2 separate regions of the Gossypium arboreum genome follow, and region 2 is linked to region 1. The links are chromatin contacts, called in public Hi-C maps. All regions are on one chromosome and are shown on one strand. Each heading gives the region's core, a stretch centred on a gene start, on an enhancer-like site or on the middle of the called end of the contact. The rest is flanking DNA. Distances are from core to core; before and after follow the strand shown. Region 1 holds the start of LOC108474163. Region 2 holds the start of LOC108460952 (protein DOWNSTREAM OF FLC-like).

Region 1 (7,310 bases), core at 2,770-5,269:
TTTAGTTACTTTAATGGAAACACCAAATCTAAATGACAGCTATATCAGGAAAACTTTAAAATGGGAGAAGCCTAAAATTGAAGTTGAAATACGTTAAGAACTACTGATCTTGGGGAACAAATAGACACCAATAACTATGTTTTAGTTACTCTAATGGAAACACCAAATCTAAATGACAGTTATATCAGGAAAACTTTAAAATGGGAGAAGCCTAAAATTGAAGTTGAAATACGTTAAGAACTACTGATCTTGGGGAACAAATAGACAATCTATGAAAACAATGCATGACATGATTGAAATAATATAATACACTAACCAAGCAGATGCGGTATAGGCAGATAAAAATAAGCTTGATCTGGTTGTACCAAGAAGACTCTTCCCTAATATTGTGTAAGGCCTGTATTAAAGTCAAGAACTATGTTAGACAATAATAATAACTTGGAGCGAGGGAGGACGGAAAGAAAGCAAAATACTAGCAGAAGTTTTATACTAGAAACGGATAAAAGAAGAACCTCTAGTGAGGATCTTTCTGATGCTCAAATCATGAGGTGCTTAGAACCTAATTAGATGTATAATTAGTTGTTAAACAAATCGCTATGAAGCAAAATTTTAACAAGCACACCAAAAATTATAGCAACCATATCATTTAACATGCTCAAATCTCATATCAAATTATAAAGTGGAACTTAGATACTGTGGTAACGGAGGCCCTGAAGTGGAGGGAATAATGTGAACCAACATTTAAAGTTAACGAACTTTTTAAAAAGAAAAATTATATTAATAATATAAGAAAAAAATGAAGCAGCCAAATGGTAAGAGAATATTGCACCAAATTTTGAGCTAACTACTTTTACCTTTTTAGGAGGCCTTGACGATGAACTATTAGTGTAGGAATCAAATAAACTGGAAGATATACCGGTAATGATCTTTTATATGCTTCACTAAAAAAAGTAAAAACATGTGAACTGCATGCTTGATTCCCGTGTATCATCTGCAAATAGCTCAAGGGTTTAAGCACAATTCCCAAAAGTAACAATATACTTTTGCAAAGAAAACTTCAAGCATTAGCAGCATGAGTGCTTGAATTCAAAGTCTGTTGTGAACTTTCTAAAGTCATTTCAGTAATTTAAACAGAAATCACAGACAAAACAATTCCTGCAAGAGAATCTAGTTTGTTTCAGCAATCAAGCAAATTGCTTATGTGAGCACTCTGAGGATCTTATGACAATGAGAACAATTGCAAAAGAGATCTGCTCTCAAGGCTTTCGGAGACTGCAAGGATGATGAAGTGCAATACATAGTTTTTGGAATGGAGAACTCCGGATTATAACTACATGATTATTAAACTGTCAAAAATGCATTAACTATGTGCTTTTACATTTATGAGTCAACACATATTTCAAACAACAATAATAAATGATCAGGTTCTCAAATTCGTAGAAGTTGGAAGGCAGTGTCAGGCGGAAAAACAGACCAACTAAAGTCAAGGAGCAAAAAAAAATGCAAAGTTGCACATTCAAGTTCTATTGCTTATGTTTTCAAGTATTTTCATACTCTCTCCTAATTCCAATTTCGTACTTCCTTTTTGTAATTGCTAATAAAGCAGCATGAATGAGAGTTTTTGGCCCAAAAAATGAGCTTTATGAGATATAAAAGGAACAAAGAAATGAAAAGCTGAATGTCACTTCACATTACTTTTCTGAACCTAAACCTTAATACTTAGCTTTCTTCAATTCTTACAAATTATTCTTTTTAACAGGCATCTAACTTGATGTTCATAAAGACAAACTGTCAGGGATGGAAATTGAAGCACTAGCCTTTAATGATCTTACTCAAGATAAGGTCCTAAATAATTAAAGCACAACAGCGAAGCCTTGTTAATAACATGGATGCTACGTAGAGGGAAAATGATTTGTTATTATTGTTTTTGTTCCAAAGGAAGAAAGAAATGCAATTAAACAAGAGTGCATACTGCCAATAACCATATAGCCTATTGGTAGAGTGCTGTACACTATGAACAAAGTATAGACATTATTGCTACTCGGCAGAACAACAGAAAAGGAGAAAGAAGGATCATACTGAACATGGGATTTTCATATTTGGATCTAATTTAACGTCTGCTCCTTTTGCCTTAAAAAATTTCTCTATTGCTTCCAAATTAGTGTATGGAAGGGCACTTGCATGCTCTTTAACGCCTTGCAGGATGACCTGATCCTTTCCAACATGTTTATTGAGAAATGACCTATACGAAGGGGGAAAACTCTCTGGCTTCAAAAGGTAAGAGGACCTGAAAACATAAATGCTTCCACTTAAAAGATTACACTTTCGAAAAATAATAAATGTACAGTCATCATCTTCTTAGGAAAATTACAGAAAAAAATTTCCCGAGATAGTGTTTTTGGATGCTATTACTTGTACAACTTGTAAAGCCACACAGTTCCATGCAGCCCCTTTTTAAATGATGCCCAAAAACATTTAATTAGCACTTACATTCATTCAAGCAAACATTTTCCCACTTTCTTTTCACATATTTACGCTCTGACCATCTTTTTTAGAGATAAGTATCTAAGTTCATGCTATGAAGCCTAAGATTCAATGAACTTTAAAAACTGGAGATGAAAAGACGAACATTTTCAATTTTGATTGCCAACTTTAACAGGTTGAATGATAAAAAAGGCGCAGAAAAATGAACAACAAAGTTCCTAGGCATGCTGATCAGACTTTCCAGTCATGAATCAATTCTAATATAGTCAGATAATTTTCAGAATGCCTCCAAAATTATACACTACAACACTTTTTTTTCTCTTAAATCTTCCAAACAGGATAGTTTAGAGATTGGTAACTTGATCCAGAAGACGGGAATCCCAGTAGACTTGGTCCTTTAGTCCATGTGGTAAATTCAATAATGACTGAGATTCATTACGAAGAATTGCAATAAAGTTTAATTAATAGCAAAAAACTAAGCCAACAACCAAGACAACTTAACAAAAGGAACCTACAAAATTTGCGAAGAAGAGAGACACATAAGGAATATGTCACCATGCTTCCATGTAAGAGGTTTACAAAGCTTCCCAAATCGTTTACTCTTCATTCCGCAGCGCGAAGCCAATACGGCAGCGCGCATGAATATGTATATGGCCAAACTCTTATGTTGTTTATTAGGTCCAGTAAGAAGCATGGAAGGACCTGCAACAAGTCCCGCTATTAACGCCCTCCACTTTGTAGTCCTGAAAAGAAATTCAATAATTCAAATAAATCAAACGCAAGTTAATAATAAGTTCCTTTGTTTGAATGAGGAAAATTAAGATTAAGAAGATCATTGCCTGCTATGTCCCCCGACAGCAACAATAATTTCATCTACAGAAACAAATGTACCCGCAAAAGTACCAAGGAAAAGACCGTATCTAATAGTCTCTTTCATCACCACAACAATCGCTTCTTTATCAGAAAACGACTCATCTTTCCTACAATCATAATTATTGCCTTAGTAGTATATAACTATAAATAAAGCAAATGAACTTTGAAATCGTCAAATTTATTTGTATAACAATTAGTTACCTTAATTTTTTGCGCCGTAACCGTGCTATAATCGAGAAGAGAGCTAATCCACCTCTAAGGCCAGCCCCGATCGAGAAACCTTTAGCTGAGGCGACGATGAATCTCCGCAACTTCTCCGACTGCGTTAACGGAACCGTACCAATAGCAAGAGCAGAGGAAGAATTTGACGAAGGTTTTGATCCGGCGCAATGCGAGCAAGTCCCGTCAACCGAACTTAAATGACCATAATCGGCGGAGTCATCGTTGAAACCACCATTCTCGAGGGACGAAGAGGAGCATCTGCAGGCGCATTTGACGGTTCCGTCAGCAGACGGTGACATGCTGATGATGTGGGGGGCGGAGATAACGAAGCTTCTTGGAAAAGCTAGAGGAAAAACTACGACTGATAAAAAATAATTGGGTGCCGGGCAAATTAGTGAAGAAGGAAACTTTTTAAAAACAATTACCAATTTAGCCGTTTTTTATATTATTTAGGAAAATTAGCTTTATAGAATATTTTTTAAAATTATTACATTTTCTACCCTTGGGTTTCAGATTCGAATCCCCTCCCTTATTTATTTGTTTTTTTAATGAACGTTGCTTGGAGTTTTTTTTAATTTATAATTAATGCTTTTAATTAATAAACATGTTATATTAAATTTATTTTTCAGTTTTATTTTATTTTTATTTATATAGATAAAATAATAAATATGTAATTATATAATGAAATAATTTTTATATATGATTATATTAAATATATTTATTTTAAAATACATCAACTAATTTTTCTATATATTATTATATTAAATATATTTTATTTTTAAAAACATCAATTAATTTTTTGATATATTTTTCTTTATATATAATTTTTATGAAAATATTTATTTTTTGAAATAATTATTTTTATAATATTAAAATTTACAATACTTAAGATATACGTGTAAAAAAATATTTGACATATAAAATTATATATAAATAAAATATATCAAAAAAGTAGTTGATGTTTAAAAATAAAATATATTTAACATAATAATATATATATATATAATTATTTTATTATATAATTATATAATTTTCATTTTATCTATATAAATAAATTGTTAATTAAAATTAAAAATATATTTACTAACTAAAAGTTTAAAAATAAAAATTAAAAATTTTAAAATAAAAAATGCTTGAATTATTCAGTAGAAACATAATAAATAAATATGGGAGAAAATTCGAACTTGGGATGGAGGGTAGAAAATATAAGCATGTTAAAGGAAAATGTGTGTGATAAAAAAAACATTTTCTGAACTGTGGTTTTCGGAAGACGCGCTTTTTATCATTTAACTTGTGATTTTCAAAATCCTTAAATAATATAAAAAGTCTAAATCAATAATTAATTTAAAAAGAACGTCCTGTTTTACTAATTTTGCCTTGGGAGCCGCCTCTTTGGTTGGAAATTGATTATGACAGAATTTGCAGTGCAATACGGTTCATTTACGGACACGTTTCATAATACTTACAATTCTGCAGTTGCTCTCACATTTTCCGCTCATCAAATTCCATAAAATTCATTCGTCATAAAAAAAGTTCCACTGAAGAAATCTCCGTTTACAAGTGGCAAAATTACTTATAGAACCCTGCTTCGTATACCGGAAATTAAATAACCCTTTTGCATAGATTTTAAGCTGATTCACAATAAATTTAAAAGAAAGTCTGTGTTGAAATGGTATCAAAGCTTTTGTCTTCTGTACTCTTACCCAACTACATTTACATGATACCATCCTCTGCTTTTAGGCCTATTATAGTGCGACCTACTAAAGCATGTATGCAGTCAGACATCGAATCAGTGGCATTTATAATTTATAAAATTTTAAATTAATAATAATATTATTATATTTTAATCTTTTAAAATTATAAAATTTAATTAAAATTATAAAGATATAAATTATTAAAATAGTAAATTTTTTATTATTATAAAATATATAATTTAATTTTCAAAAAATTTCTAATTACATCACTTGTATCTAATCTGAGGTCACTGGAACCACCAAATCTACCGTATTGATCATTAGACTTCTACCAGCTGTTAGAATATTATCTTTAACAATTTTATTTTTAGGTAAATTATATTAATTATTCTTAAATTTTGTTTAAAATTACGTTTCAGTCATTTAACTTTTAAAAGTTATATATTAGTCATTAGTGTTATTGAATGATTATAGTTTAGTTGTTTTTGTTAAGTTTTGTGGTACATTAATCCCAAAGATTATTAGCTAATTTTATCCCTAAACGATAGCTAAAATATCCTTTTAATATTTTAAAATTTTTGTTAACAATAATTCTAAAAATAAAAATAAAAATATAGAAAATTATTAAAATTTTTAGAGAATTCCTATTTTCTTGCAATCTCAGCCGCTAATTTAAGTGTGTGGGGCCACTTTCACGTATTTCATTTCAATATTAAATTAGAGTGATGACAAGTGTTTAATATATAGTAAAATATACAAAATAAAATAAAATAAAATTTAAGGTACATGATAATTTTTAACTGCGTTAATTTTATTTAAAAACATTAAAAATAAAAAAATTATCAAATTAAATTATTTAATTTAATAAATCATTTTAAAATTTCTATTTGTATGCAAAGATATTTTTATGAATGTAATTGAGATAAATTTACATGTAATATTAATATATATTTAATTATAAATTATAAATTAATTTATAAATATCTATATAAAATATTTTAAAATTATCAATAAATTTAAAATAATACAACAAAATCCATCAATATATATTCATACTAATATAGAATAAAAATGATACATGTCGACTAAGTCCTAACTCGGTTAGCATTGACATTGTTATTGTTATCTATGCAGGAGGACTTGGGATTGAGCGTGTTGAAGCGCATTTATCCTTCTATTGAAAGGTTGAGAATAGACAATGGATAATTCTATCGTTACGGTACTAACCTTGTAAGTTTCAAACCTATAAGGGATAATGGCAACAAATCTCCTTGTACTTTAACAAAAAAATTAATGTGGTACATATGATTTCAATTTGTCTAATGTAGTACGTGTACTTTTATTCCATCTATCACGCTCAAACAGTGTTAACTCCTGACACAAATTGACAGTGGACCAATCAAGAAGTACCACGTAGCACTATTTATTAGGAAAAAAGTAAATGGTCAAAATAAGGGACCTACAAACAATTATACTTTTTTTTTAAAAAAAATTATTCCTTTTATTTTCATTTAATTACCAAACAAAAATGTCACTTAATAAGGCAATTAAGGGACCTAAAATGTGCTAACTTTTTCTTTTCTTTTTATTTCATTACTAAACAATTATGTCCATTTAATTACTTAACCTCAAAAAGTAAAAACTGAGATTTTTATTCTCTCAAACTTTCTTTTGAACCCTTTCCGCCAATACCACTCCAGTGTCGTTTCCGACACGAGCACCTCCAAATGACAACCCAAAGCCTCTCTTTACCTTTGTGTGTTTTGATTCCCGAAAAATCAAGTCCAAATGCTTAAATTGAATATTGAAATTCATTTTTTCTCTCATCCGATCCCTAATATCCATTGTTGGATCGAATTTGGTTTGCCTTATGCTCTTGATCTTCTCCTTCTTCGCCTATTCACCATTGGGATTGGCCACTGAACCACCGAAATTCCTCGTCTTCAAGGTTTGTGATTTTGCGTTTCTATTGATTTGTGAGTTTGCATTTTTATTGATATATGGGTTTGTGTTTCTATTGCTTTCTAGGTTTGTTAT
Region 2 (7,310 bases), core at 2,446-4,945, 640 kb after region 1:
CTTGGCATCCCTGCCTATCAATGGTGGTCCGAAGCGCTGCATGGTGTTGCCTATTCGTTGAGGGTCACGCAAGGTATTCGTTTCAATGGAACAATCCAATCAGCCACCAGTTTCCCCCAAGTCATTCTCACCGCTGCTTGCTTTGATGCTCACCTTTGGTGTCGCATTGCTCAGGCAAGTCCTCAAGGACCCTTTTTTTTTCATCTTCTTTAAGATTCATATTTTCAGTTTATTATTGTTTTCAGGCGGTTGGAATAGAAGCTAGCGCTATTTACAACGCTGGACAAGCAACGGGCATGACATTTTGGGCCCCCAACATTAATATATATAGGGATCCAAGGTGGGGAAGAGGGCAAGAGACGCCTGGTGAGGATCCATTGGTTTCTGGGAAATATGCAGTTTCATTTGTGAGAGGGATACAAGGGGGACTCTTTTGAAGGTGGCAAACTTGGCCAACATCTTCAAGCTTCAGCTTGTTGTAAGCATTTTACTGCTTATGATTTGGATAACTGGAAAGGAGTGAAACGATATGTCTTCAATGCAAAAGTATGTGTAAATTGTACACTTCAAATTTGGTAACTTAATTTGTTTGTTTGATAAGCTTTGAATTTGGAAAACTCCATATTTTGTGTATTTCAGGTCAGTTTACAGGATTTAGCAGATACATATCAGCCTCCATTCCAGAGCTGCATACAGCAAGGGAAAGCTAGTGGGATAATATGTGCTTACAATCGTGTTAATGGAGTCCCTAACAGTGCTGATTACAATCTGTTGTCGAAAACAGCCCGGGGCCAATGGGGTTTCAATGGATACATCACCTCTGACTGTGATGCTGTCGCCATCATTCATGAAGATCAAGGATATGGTAAACTACCAGAGGATGCTGTAGCTGATGTTCTTAAAGCTGGTATTAGTTTTTTTTATTATCTAAAGCTAGGCTGTATTGATGGACGTTAATATCATCATTATGAACTTTTGATCAACGAATTTTACAGGAATGGATGTCAACTGTGGTACCTATTTGAAGAAATACACCAAATCAGCTGTTGAAAAGAGAAAATTACCTGTATCTGAAATAGACAGAGCCCTTCATAACCTTTTCTCAGTCAGAATGAGGCTGGGGCTTTTCGACGGTAATCCAGTTACACAGCCTTATGGAACCATTGGTTCGGATAAGGTCTGTTCTCAAGAGCATTGGAATCTTGCCCTTGAGGCTGCTCGAAAAGGCATTGTCCTTCTGAAGAACACGGATAAACTCCTTCCGCTTTCGAAAACCAAAACTTTTCACTTGCAGTAATAGGGCCTAATGCGAATTCTGCAAAAACACTTGTTGGAAACTATGCAGGTCCTCCTTGCAAACCTGTTACACCATTGCAAGGGCTGCAAAGTTATGTCAAAGACACCAGGTTTCACCAAGGTTGTAATGGAGTTAATTGTTCTTCTGCATTCTCAATCAGTGAAGATAGCAAAAGGAGCAGATCATGTGGTGTTAGTAATGGGATTAGATCAAACACAAGAGAGTGAAGATCATGATCGTGTAGACTTGCTTCTTCCACCAAAGCAACAAAAACTGATTTCTAGCATCGCAAGAGTTGCCAAGAATCCAGTCATTTTGGTGCTTCTATCGGGAGGTCCGGTTGACATATCATTCGCCAAAAATGATCAACGCATCGGAAGAATTCTATGGGCCGGTTATCCAGGTGAAGCCGGAGGTCGTGCATTAGCAGAAATTATATTTGGTGATCACAACCCTGGTGAGTTCATTTCTTTTCTTTGCATGATAAACAAAAGGCATACTTAAGTTTGTAAGCTTCATATTTGTATACAGGAGGGAGGTTACCAGTTACTTGGTATCCACAAAGTTACGTTAACGTGCCAATGACGGACATGAGAATGCGACCTGAACCTTCGTCCAGCTATCCCGGACGCACCTACAGATTTTACCAAGGACCGAAGGCTTTTGAATTTGGTTATGGTCTTAGCTACTCGAACTATACTTACGAAATTCTCCCTGTAACACAAAACAAGGTCCATATAATGGTTGAGAGCTCAAATCCTAACAGGTACATGCCTGTTTCAGAGATGGGAGCCGAAGCTTGTGAAAAAATGAAGTACACAGTCAAGGTTCGAGTTAAAAACCATTGCGAGATGGCCGGTAAGCATATCCAATGTTGCTATTTGTGAGGCAACCAAAGATGGTCAATGGGAGGCCAGTAAAACAATTAGTTGCATTCCAGAGTGTTAACCTGAACGCAGAGGAAAGAGCTGAAGTTGAATTTGAGTTGAGGCCATGTGAGCATCTTAGCTCAGCCAAGAAAGATGGTTCGATGGTGATTGAAGAAGGGTCTTATTTATTGAGCATTGAAGACAAAGAATCAGAGATTCAAGTTGTTAAATGATAGAAGCCATAGCTTAGGTTTATATAATTGGTAATAGAATTTGAAAGAAAAATAAGTTATAGAAGTCCTCTAACGTAGAAATAACGAAGCAATTCACATAACAAATAGCAGACAACATCACATTTCATATGCAAATAAATCCAAACCCACACACTAGACATCCTCCTCATCCTCCCGATACATCTTCATCATCTCAGCACAGCCAGCTTCAGCCTTGTCAACCATGAAGCCCATGCTATTGGCATAACGGGTGGTGGATGAAATGCCATTAGAGTTGGTCAAGATAACACGGGCACGTTCACGACCGGGGGACATTGTGGCACATCCAAGCTGGGGGCTCTTCACAAGAACTGCATCACAGATCTGATCCAAGTGATCCTCGGATACACGAATCTGGTATTTTCCGGTTTTGTCCGTATATCCCTCCTTCTCGAAAACAACTCCGCCGGTCTTCCTGTCGGAGCATACCAGCTTAACCATGGCATCTACAAAGCACATGATATCAGTATACCAAGATTCAGAACCAAATACGACAAATTGTACCAATATTAAACATCACATAGATCAGACAAGGGGAACGAAAGATCCAGGCAACAAGCCATTAAACAATACACAACATCCTGTTCCATGTCCAAGAACCAACATTTTTGGGTTTTATAAATCTATGAGCAAAATTATCATCTTAAACCTTAAATTTTCCCCCTTTCTATTAAAATTTGCATCTTTGAACCGCCTACTGATCCAGTCCAACATGTCATGGTTGTTCCCATTATTTTATGTTTACACACCCTTTCATTCACTGTCACTCAATGTAACATCAAAACCTACAAACTACTTCACAGATCTACCACTTTAAAACCTAGAACACCAGATCTAACAATGTCACCAACATATACACAAAAGCCAACATAGCAAAACGTAGATTAAGATTAAAGTATGTTAGAAATGGAATTTACCAGCTAGCCTTCTAGTCTTAGGGGTTTCAAAACCAGCACGGCAAGTATCACAGTACACATAGCCTTCAACCACCAATTGGTTATTCAGAATGCGTGTAGCACTAACCAAAGCTGGAAGCACACATAGAGCAATGAACAACAGAACTTTGGCCATGTTTTTTGCTGCTTCTTTTTTTTGTTTGTTCTTGAACAATGTAATGAAGAAATGGGAAGAAGGTTTAGAGATTAAATCCTTAGAAGCAAATCAAAGAAACAAAGGGTAAAGGCTAAAGAGACAGTGATGATGATAAAGTGGGGGTAAGATAAGGAAATTAAATAAAAGTGAAAATTGAATAAGAATAATAATGAAAACTGGCTTAGCCGCGTTGAGGAGTATATTCGTGTGTGGTGGATAAGCTGTATGAGCTGCTGGTTTGGGATGCCACGTCAAAACGGTAGTGTTGATTTGGTAATTTTGATGGAAAACAAGGGTGTTTTGGCAAATGGGAGTGATGAGTTTGATGACGTGGCGATTTATTAGTGGCAAGTTGAAGGGCAGAGTGGAGATATGGAGCGTAGAGGATAGAACACGGGTCCTAATTGATTGCAGCTGGCAGTTGTCGGTGGTCACATGGGGGGCTGTTTGAGAAGGTTGGCAGAGCAAGCAAAGCGGGAACGGTGCCGCATCACATGAATCCTATAATTAACGGTACCAATTATGTGAGATTTTTTATTAATTAAATAAAGAAAAATAGAGAAGGAGGTCACTCAAGATTTCAGTTTTTCAATTTCATCATATAATAACTAAACCTTTTCGTAATAAACTTGTTTCAACATGCTTAAATAAATACTTCACTAATTATAGATGGAGAATTCACTAATTTGATTGAAATGTGTTACGGAGGATATGAAAATATTTTTAAAATTTTGTAATTTTCTGAATTTTTTATTAAATATATATTTATGAAAACCTAAATAAAAAGTAAATGGAAAATGTCTCAAAACATTAGAAAATAAGACCCAAATAAGTTTAAAATTCAATATTCCTAGGCTTCAATTTCAATTGCAGCTGAAAATTAAAAGAAACCCAACTTCTCAATGTTTCAAATTAACATTTAATTCGAAATAAAATTGAATTTGAAAATTTTTCAATACCAAATTGAAATGTTTAGTTTAGTATTAATTCAAATATATTTATCATAAAATATTAATTTTGATCCCAATGAAATTTGGTGTTTATAAATTTTATTATTTTATTATATTAAGTGACGATATAATACATCATTAATTCTCTTGGATATCGCTTTAATCACCTATACATTGCACATTATTTTATTATTGGTGACAATAAAATGATCAAATACAAAATCTTATATCATTACGTGACTCAACTAGTTGTCACCGTATACGAATTATATTATGACATTATATTTTGTTGTTATCATATTCTTAATAATATGTTATGAATAAAAATACGTCTCTTTTAACTTTTAATGACACACTTAACGTGACGAATGCCATGATGATATAAATGTAATTTTCAACGACAATTTTTAAATGCCATTAATGAGCAAATTTGTTGTATTGAATTATGACCACAAAACATATACATGTCTTATACTTCTTGCAGATACAAAAGAACATCTCAATATAGTTGGAGGATTCAAACGATAATTCCAAGTAGAGCAAATGAGGTAAATTCATCTTCTATTGAAAGTCATCTTGATAAGCTAATTTCACTCGTTGAACAATTAGTTTTAGGAAATAGTCAACATGTTACAGCATGTGGTATATGCGCTAATTATGGCCACCAAATTGATTCATGCCCTATACTTCTTAAAGATGCAAACAAAAATGCCAATACAATTGTAGGATTTCTCGATTGGCCAAAATGGAGATATGACCCCTATGTCAATACTTACAATCATAGATGAAGGTATTATGTAATAGTATGTTTTTCAGTGGTGTTGAAAAACGGTTATTTTGGAACCCATTTCTGATGTTCGAGCTTGTAAATATTGTTATTTAATATTTACGAGGTTAGAATAAAGGTTAACTGAATTTTGGTCCCTTAATTTTGTTAGATGGATAATTAATTAAGATACAATGACTAATTTGTAAAAGTGATCAAAGTTAATTTCTTTCTAATTAATCCAAGGACCACTTGAACAAATGGACCCTTCAAATTACTCCAAATAGTGGTGGCGGATAGCTAGAATCCACTAACTTTGCTAATTGTGATTAAATCCTAATTAATTAAGATTTAATTAATTAATTATGTTTAATTAAAAGTTAAACTATGTATAAAAGTTAAATTAAAAGAAAATGTTAGCTCAATTAATCAATCCAAAATCGCCAAGAGGGAGGTAAATTGGCTTCTAAAAAATTGTGGAAGCTTGAAAGAAAAAAAAATTAGAACAATTGAACATAACGATTTAGAGTGGTTCGACCCTAATTGCCTATTCCACTACCTTAGCTTTCCACTGCTAAGGATTTTCTCAAATTCATTAATTTGATTAACTTTTGAGGGCAAGGTTTAACCTTACAACTCCCTTAAAGTTTTTACCCAAACCTTAAGATATAACCTCTTAAAGAGTGAAACAAATAAGCAAACTAAGAATTAATCCTTACAAGATTGAATTGTTTGCCAATTGAGCACAAATGAAAAAAGAAAACACTTGGGCTAAATGAATAACAATGAAAACTTATAAGTGTGTATAAGAAAAGTATGAAAATTTAAGCACAAAGGTTGTTTGATTGAAATTTGGGCTTGGACAATCTCTCTTATTGTTGTAGACCTTTTGGAAGCTGGTATTTATACCCTTTAAATGATTTCCAACTATTGTGGTTGTTGAGAAATTGAATAGAGCCGTTGGGGATGAAATAACCTGTGCATTAATGTCACTTGCAACAATAGGAATCGATACTTTTTCTATAGGTATTGATACTATTAGCATTTAATGCCCAATTTAGTGATCGTTGGAGCTATCGACATCGATATCAAGGGAAATTTATCGATACCAAATAAAAGGTATCAATACTGTATTGATACTTGATAAATACTTTAAAAGTCTGAATGCCAATTTTGTTTCAATACTGAAAAAGGTATCTGTAATAGCACATTTTCAACTGTACCGAAAATGGTGGTTCCCGTTTACCAATGATTGAGTCAATAAGTTTTAATATTTAATATCTTTTAGTCTATTATAGTATTATGTGAAATTCTGCTTTGTTAATTTGATTGATGGACTAATCTATTTTAGTATAGGGATAAAATAGTATAGGTGGTAAAACTTAACCATTATGGATTTCTTTCGGTTGTAGTAACATGATAATCTATTAGGGACTGAATCAATAATTCAACCATTTTCATAGTTAATAGTCGGACAAATGTTGGTTTTTACCTTACCTGTAATGATGCTAATTTTAATTAATACTTAAATTAGACACACAGATATATATGGTAACATAGTTGATGTGTAACAGTCCGGTTTTGACCCTAGTCGAAATAGTGATTTCGGAACCACAAATCCGAGTCAAAAAAATATTTTAAATATTATTTTTCGTGTTTATGATATGTTAATGAGAATGTGTGAAAGTCTCGTATGAAAATTTGAATGTTTGTGTGCTTAATTTTGAAAAAAGACCTAATTGCATAAAATATAAAAGTTTCCTGTTGTTTGTTAGAAGTGCCTATTTGATTTGGCTTATTATTTGAGAGGTCCTTATGTGGTTATTATACCATTTACATGGTTAATGGACATATATGACCTTGATATGCATGATTTGTTAGTGTTATAATTCATGGATAAAATTGTAAAATGTTTATTATAGTAATTAAAATAAAACAAAACATGAAAATAACTCATTTGGTGTTCTTCATTGCCGAAAATAAAAATAAAAGAAAAGAGAAAAGCTTTGATAGGGTTCGGCACTTGCAAGCTTTGATTTAGGTATGTTTTTGCTTCGGTTTTTG

Evidence for each region. Hi-C and Micro-C count contacts between places; a contact is called where the count stands out from the background.
Region 2: a contact with region 1 is called in a Hi-C map of leaf, with 5 times the contacts expected there. The contact joins the promoter of LOC108460952 here to the promoter of LOC108474163 in region 1. A contact is called at or near these places in 2 of 5 Hi-C or Micro-C datasets (both in leaf).

Annotation. Positions count from the first base shown.
Region 1 is chr3:121,465,287-121,472,596 of ASM2569848v2, forward strand. LOC108474163 reads right to left here and starts at 4,020. Exons shown (of 8, transcript XM_017776083.2): 1 at 3,559-4,020; 2 at 3,324-3,464; 3 at 3,000-3,227; 4 at 2,080-2,287; 5 at 855-991; 6 at 317-397. The coding sequence starts at 3,878.
Region 2 is chr3:122,106,441-122,113,750 of ASM2569848v2, forward strand. LOC108460952 (protein DOWNSTREAM OF FLC-like) reads right to left here and starts at 3,696. Exons shown (of 2, transcript XM_017760670.2): 1 at 3,356-3,696; 2 at 2,389-2,884. The coding sequence starts at 3,509. The coding sequence ends at 2,553. It also overlaps the pseudogene LOC108460951.